2 separate regions of the Hordeum vulgare genome follow, and region 1 is linked to region 2. The links are chromatin contacts, called in public Hi-C maps. All regions are on one chromosome and are shown on one strand. Each heading gives the region's core, a stretch centred on a gene start, on an enhancer-like site or on the middle of the called end of the contact. The rest is flanking DNA. Distances are from core to core; before and after follow the strand shown. Region 1 holds the start of LOC123398468. Region 2 holds the start of LOC123399416 (protein EMSY-LIKE 3-like).

What was found. Hi-C and Micro-C count contacts between places; a contact is called where the count stands out from the background.
Region 1: a contact with region 2 is called in a Hi-C map of seedling, with 6 times the contacts expected there. The contact joins the promoter of LOC123398468 here to the promoter of LOC123399416 in region 2. A contact is called at or near these places in 4 of 6 Hi-C or Micro-C datasets (leaf and seedling) and 1 of 1 datasets of contacts at active chromatin or transcription factors (embryo).

The regions. Positions count from the first base shown.
Region 1 is chr5H:479,226,723-479,229,949 of MorexV3_pseudomolecules_assembly, forward strand. It overlaps LOC123398468, which reads right to left and starts at 1,507. Exons shown (of 1, transcript XM_045092936.1): 1 at 548-1,507. The coding sequence starts at 1,077. The coding sequence ends at 730. It overlaps LOC123399433, which reads right to left. Exons shown (of 2, transcript XM_045093841.1): 2 at 2,011-2,350. The coding sequence ends at 2,177.
Region 2 is chr5H:478,907,672-478,910,724 of MorexV3_pseudomolecules_assembly, forward strand. LOC123399416 (protein EMSY-LIKE 3-like) reads left to right here and starts at 1,559. Exons shown (of 10, transcript XM_045093828.1): 1 at 1,559-1,906; 2 at 2,984-3,053. The coding sequence starts at 1,870.

The DNA.
Region 1 (3,227 bases), core at 257-2,756, 320 kb after region 2:
AAAAAAATTCTGGTTTCTTGGTTTCTTGAATACAAATAAACTCTAGAGCATGCTCAGAAATGTTTTCTTAAGAACCTTCTCTTTCCAGGTGCTCCTAAACCCTAGCATTCTAGAAAGTACCAGTCACAAAAAATTATACTTATTTGTAGCATATTTAACATCTGGCTTGACACTGAAACCACCAAACAAGTATGCTTGAGTTTGGGTTTAAATAAAGAAGATAAAAGGATTAGTTCATCTCTATGTTCTTCATCGTTGTCAGGTTGTTTTGACTCTACATCATTATCTTTCATACTATTCTTTTTTTCTCACACTCGCAAAAAATAAACCGCAACTAGTTTTTTCTAAACCATTGATCATAGAAATAGTGCTATTCGAGTCTATTCTGTAAGGAGGTAATGAGTTGGTATATTTTCTAACTTTCAATTTTTTTATTGACAGGTTTTGAGACAGCTTACTGTTCGTGCCATATCATAATCTGCGCCAAACATTCGTTATGTCTATCATTTTTTTCTCCTGTATACCACTATTCCAAACGAACTCAAAAAACTTGAAACTTGGCCATGTACACCGAGACTTATTTATTTCTGTGTGCCTGATTTTACAAACTATACAGACAAAACTGTCCTACAACTAATCCAACTATACGACAATCAAATCCTGAAAAAAAACCAACCAATGGCTACCTCACAACGAACAGGGCGATCACAAGAACGCCGAAAGAATGAATCACTGGACGGAGGACACGGCGGCGCGCGCGAGCCTGCAGGCGCCGATGGCCGGCCCGGCGGCTCTCCACGGCGCGCCCTCCTCCGCCTTCCACAGCCCGTCGTCGAAGTTGCGCGCGTAGCCCTCGGAGTCGTACCCGCACCCGGCCGCCACCCTCCTGCCGCGCCAGCTCCTAGTCCTCCCCCGCGCCCGCACCAGCATGCCCCTCGCCGGCGCCCACCGCCCGCGCCGCGCGGCGCACAGCCGCGCCAGCCCGCGCATCAGCGCCGCCCACGCCCCCCCTCCGCCGCCGCGGCGCCCGCTCCCGGCGGCGGGGCTCGACAGCCTCTCGTACGACGTGGCGCCCATCACAAGCTCACAACCGACCGACCGACAGGAAGCCTTCCTCTCCGCGGCTCGTGCGACGGATGACAGTACGCGGTGGCGGCAACGCTGTAGGTAGGTTGGACTCGCGGTCGCGGGCGGTTTTATAGGCGTGGCGCCAATGGTGACGGAGGAGGAGGACGGACGCGCGTTTCCGTCGGGGGGGTGTCGTTCGAGAGCGTTTCCATGGCGCGTTCGGCCGAGCTGGGCCGCGGGGCCCGGAGGACGACGACCGTTTCTCCGCTCCCCTGCCCAGCTGCCAAATGGGCCAGCCGTTGATGGCGCTCCAAGGCTAAACAGTAAACAAACGGCTGTTCCCCAAGCTGGATTTTTTTGGTACTACTATCTCAAGACGCGTGTGCGTTTGTAACTTTGTATAAATAAACAAAGTGGCATAAAGTGCTGTGGAACACAGGCTGTTGGTCACATTCGGTGGACTAAACCGAGCAATGTGCTGCACTACGCTTTGTTTGCAAGCAAATTTCCAGGAGTAGCCCAGAAGATTTGCCAGTTTCCGTAGCTGTTAAGAACGGGGAGCTTATAGTTAATTCATTATTAAGATGATACTACTATATAAGTTGGCAGGAATATCAGGAGGCTGTCATGGCCGCTGACAGTTTCTTAGCGCCCAATTAGCTGGAACACCGACACAACCTGATATGCCAATGCTGGCCTAGAAGATTTTTTTTTTCTGAGGGATGGCATAGAAGAAAGCAAGGAGAAATATTGGAGAATTAATACTGGAACATTCGTACCGCCAGCACTGAGCTGGTCTAGTGGTTAACGACTTGCTAGCATAGCATATCTGGGCCTGGTATGGTGGTACCAGACAAGACAATGACAACTGACAGGCGAGCTTCTTCCATCAGCTCAGTCACATTTGCAGCAGTTGCACTTGCACACCATCCATAAGGCACATAACGAAAATCTTTGGCTAGCTATGCATTTTATTACCCCCATTTCAGAATTCCCTGTACAGAAAGAATTCAATTTGAATCGGAATCAAGCCCAACGTTGCTGATTTGGTACACAGATCTACCCCTAGTTCAGTACACGGCTGTCTCCACGGCGCCTCGTTCGTCCGTCACTTCTTCGCCTTGGAGAAACGAAGGCACCTGTACTTCTCGCCGCTCACGGTGATCTCGAGGGCTCCGTCCTGGTTGTCTTGGTTGGAGGCGGTTCCCATGAGGACGCTTTTTTCCTTCTCCAGGTTCTCCTTCTCCATCTTCAGCCTCGCCTCTTGCCGAGCGATCTCAGCCTGTCAAAGATGAGTAGTCTGTCAATCAAGCAATGATGAGAAGACGCTGCTGGTGTTATCGTTTCATTTGGGAAGGAATGGATACGTTTACAGTTATCGATCAGGAACTCTTCACTTTTCGTCTGTCGAAAATTCTGTTTAAAGATTATAAGAAGGTCCTGTTTATGTCTGGTTCTAACACAGTTCAAATAAATGTCTGAGAGAACAAATGTGCACTTAACTCATCTTGCTCCTAATATGACAAAATATAATCACCGTGACAGGGCTCACTACCCTAATATCAAGCCAAAAATCATTCAAAATGAACTAGACAGCATAAATAATAAAGCACAACAGTTTCTCTATTAGAAACCTTGTTGCAGTCAGAAAGATAACTATTAATGAATTCGCATTCTCCCTGGACATTTTTTGTGCAATGTTGGACATCCGTAATTTTTTTTAAGATGCACAAGATACTCTAAAATCGTGTATACTGACCACATAAGCCATGGCTTTTTAATCAATTAACCGGATAGTGCTCAGAATATGACAAGACACCACCACATCTTTCTGACACCACAACAGCCCAACATATGCTTGCATTCTACAAATACTATTCAGTATTTCTATGAGTTGCTGGCCAGATCGGAATCCATAGACACAAGCACAACATGCTGATACATGACAACATTAGCAACACCAGTGAAAAACATGTAGGAAAACAAGGGTGCATTCAACTTTAGTAGTCAATTTCCCACAAAGAGGAAAAAACTTCAGCAGTGAATCAACAGGAGAGGCATATATCGTTGGCTGGTGGCCTAGTGCTAGTCGTGCAAGAAAGCAGATAAGAGCACTTCGGTCAGAAGGAATCCCAAATATGAACTGAGCCACAGGCTTC
Region 2 (3,053 bases), core at 309-2,808:
TAAATAACACAGTAATCTCCATGCTATACCAAACCCTAATATGCTGGTTGTTAGTCCTAATGGCACTCTAAAAAACGCTCCAACTCTGGTGTTAGAAGTGAGGCAAATACCATGACAAACACATGCATGTTCTCTAGTGACTTGTTCAATGGGCGAACTTGTCACTTGCTGATGCAACCCGTGAAGATGCTCGCTTCATGGAGTATACATTTCCGAAGTTCTTTTGTCACTCTATTGAAGCATATGACGCTCTGCCGGTACAACCGCGAGGGCATGTCGTTTGTCAATAGGATGGCTATATATGCGAGACCATATACTAAACCTAGCGAACTATTGAATTATATTGGGTTAAAGGAAGAACACTTGCATGTATTGCTTCAGTTATTCGACAACCGAGCTTGCTCCATCGCCTATTACTATCACTCGGCGACTCAAATCATCTCATACACTATTTACCTCCACTTACTGTTAATACTTTTTTCGGGAATACACAAGCAAGGTATCATTTCATTAATAGGTAGAAAAGCAGCGGGCACATAGTGATAGATACAAGATTCGTACACTAGAGGGGCGAGGATGTATCTACATGCGAGCAGTAGAGAGAATGAGGTTGCTCAGCCTCGAGAGGAAAACTAGACGTCTAGGGCGGATCATATGGGGATATTGTCGCCATCCCTCTCGCGCCAGCCAGGGCCGAAAGTCTAACTTCGTCTAGGATTGTCTAGACCAGGTGTACGACGGAGGATCGAGCGTTGTCAAACACACACGAGTTCACGAGGATGCCGAGGGAGGCCACGCCTTTGCGCAACGACGTAGGAGAGGCAGTCGTGGCAGAGTTCCATCAGTCCATGAACCTGTCAGCAACCATCGGGATGGAAGTAGTAAGCCTTCAAGCGGCCATGACACTGTTCCAAACCTCTAGAGAAGGGTCGGCGTTTTGCAGCTAAAGCCAATGCACCCGAAGTGCAATACCTCCACGCTCAAGGTCCCGTACGCGATACAGTTGAGGTGAAGAGGCACACACACCTTACGCCAGTAGTACTGTTTACCGCGTAAGTAAGATGCATATCAAAGAGTACATGGCTGAAACAAACACATACTTTTAAAGTTGAATGTATACAACATCGCCATCATTGCCAAATACTGTTTAGCGTTTACCACGTAAGTAAGATGCATATCAAAGAGTCAGGTTGTGGCTACGGTTGGGCATTCGATTAATTCTGCATTTTTTTCGTACATGGCTGAAACACACACGTACTCTTATGCCTTGTTTGAATTAGCGTGTTTCTTTCTAATACACTTGTAAAATATACACGCCTCCACCGTTCGGTTTTGTTTCCGGCCAAAAATCAATTATGACCGATAAAAATATACCTGTAAATATGATAGTACCGCTCGCCGGCCGGAGTCCGGTTGCACTGCACCAGTGCGTGCGCAAACAGGACTCGCGTACGGCCGCGCCGCCCACGTGCGGCCCGACGAAGAAACACACGGCCACCAGAACGCCACGTAGGACGCGCCATTACCATAAAGCCCCCCGAAAACTACCAGCCCCGGTGCAAGACTCTTCACGCGCAGCGAAACCGACCTTTTTCCAGGGGGCAAATCGAAAAGTCCACTTCCTAAATTTCCCGATCCCCTTGAACCCTACCTGCCGCCCGCCCCCCGGTCGCCCGCCCCCAAATCCTCATCCGATTCCACGCCGCAAAACCTCCCCAGATCGGCCTCCGGCGCTCGCCAGGCACGCCTCGACCGCGGCCCCGGGCCGCTCCGTATACCCTCGGACTCGTTCGCGCTCGGTCCGGATCTGGGGGGAGGAACTCGGCTGATTCCTAGGGTTCCTCCGTTCTCGGCGCGCCACGCGGGTCCATGAATCCCATGGGGTACCGCCCCTATGATAGCAGCGGTGAGTCGCCTCGAATCGACGTGTTCTTTCTTTTGGCCGCGTGAGCTTGGCCGGGCGGAAAAAGCTCAATTATTTCACGTAGCTTGTTGGATTCCTGGAGGAAAAACACCTGGAGGAGATTGGCATAATTTATGCGTACGAAATATTACCTAATTATGAGAGTAGACAAGTATAAATTGTTCCTCTTGCTTTCTAGCAAAGCTGAGCGCATAAGATAGCTGAAAATCTGATGAATTTATCGAACAACGTGTACATTTGCACGGCCCTGAAGAGGCAGGAGCATAAAGTAGTTCCTTTTGCTAAACCCTTGGTACTGCAGATTGAGATTACTTGATAAATAAGGCTCCAGTCTTCCCTAAGCAGTTGTTGGCTTCTGGAACCTCTTGCCAATTTGTGAATTCGTCATGGTTGGCGTGGCAGTCGCTTGACGCCGTATTCCACAAATTGTTAACAGCGTCTTTTATGACCTTTGAGTTGCTTTTGTGTTATCATGACTTGCAGTCAAAATGTGCATTTGATTATTGATCCCCAGCCCTGAATCAACATGTTATTTTCACTTTAGACCGAGTAAACTTGGACGGGCGGAAAGGTTTCATTCTTTCGCATGGCTTGTTAGATTCCTGTAGGAAAATATCTGGAGAAGATTGGCATACGTTATTCCCAAATAATTGGAATACCCACCAAGTATAAATTATGTCTCTCTGCTTTCTAGCAAAGCTGAGCCGATAGATAATTTAAATTTGTTAAATTTGCCAAACAATGTGTACATTTGCATGGTCCTGGAGAATACGAGCATAAAGTAGTCCCTTTTGCCAAACCCTTGGTACCGCAGATTGATTACTTGATAAATAAAAATCCAGTCGCCCCTTTGCAGTTGTGAGCTTCTCGAACCTCTTGCCAAATTGTGAATTCGTCATAGTTGGCTTGTCAGTCGGTTGACCCTGTATTCCGCAAATTATGAACATCATTTTTTATGACCTTGGATGAGGTGTGTTCGTGTTATGAGGACTTGCAGGCTTGCAGCTAAATTGTGCATCTGAATATGCCGCATTATTGATTCCTCGCTCTTGCTTGCAGGGACGGATGATGATCTCCCCTCGTCACAAAATAGAGGACCAAGAGGACGATCTTTCAGTGGGAATGGGAG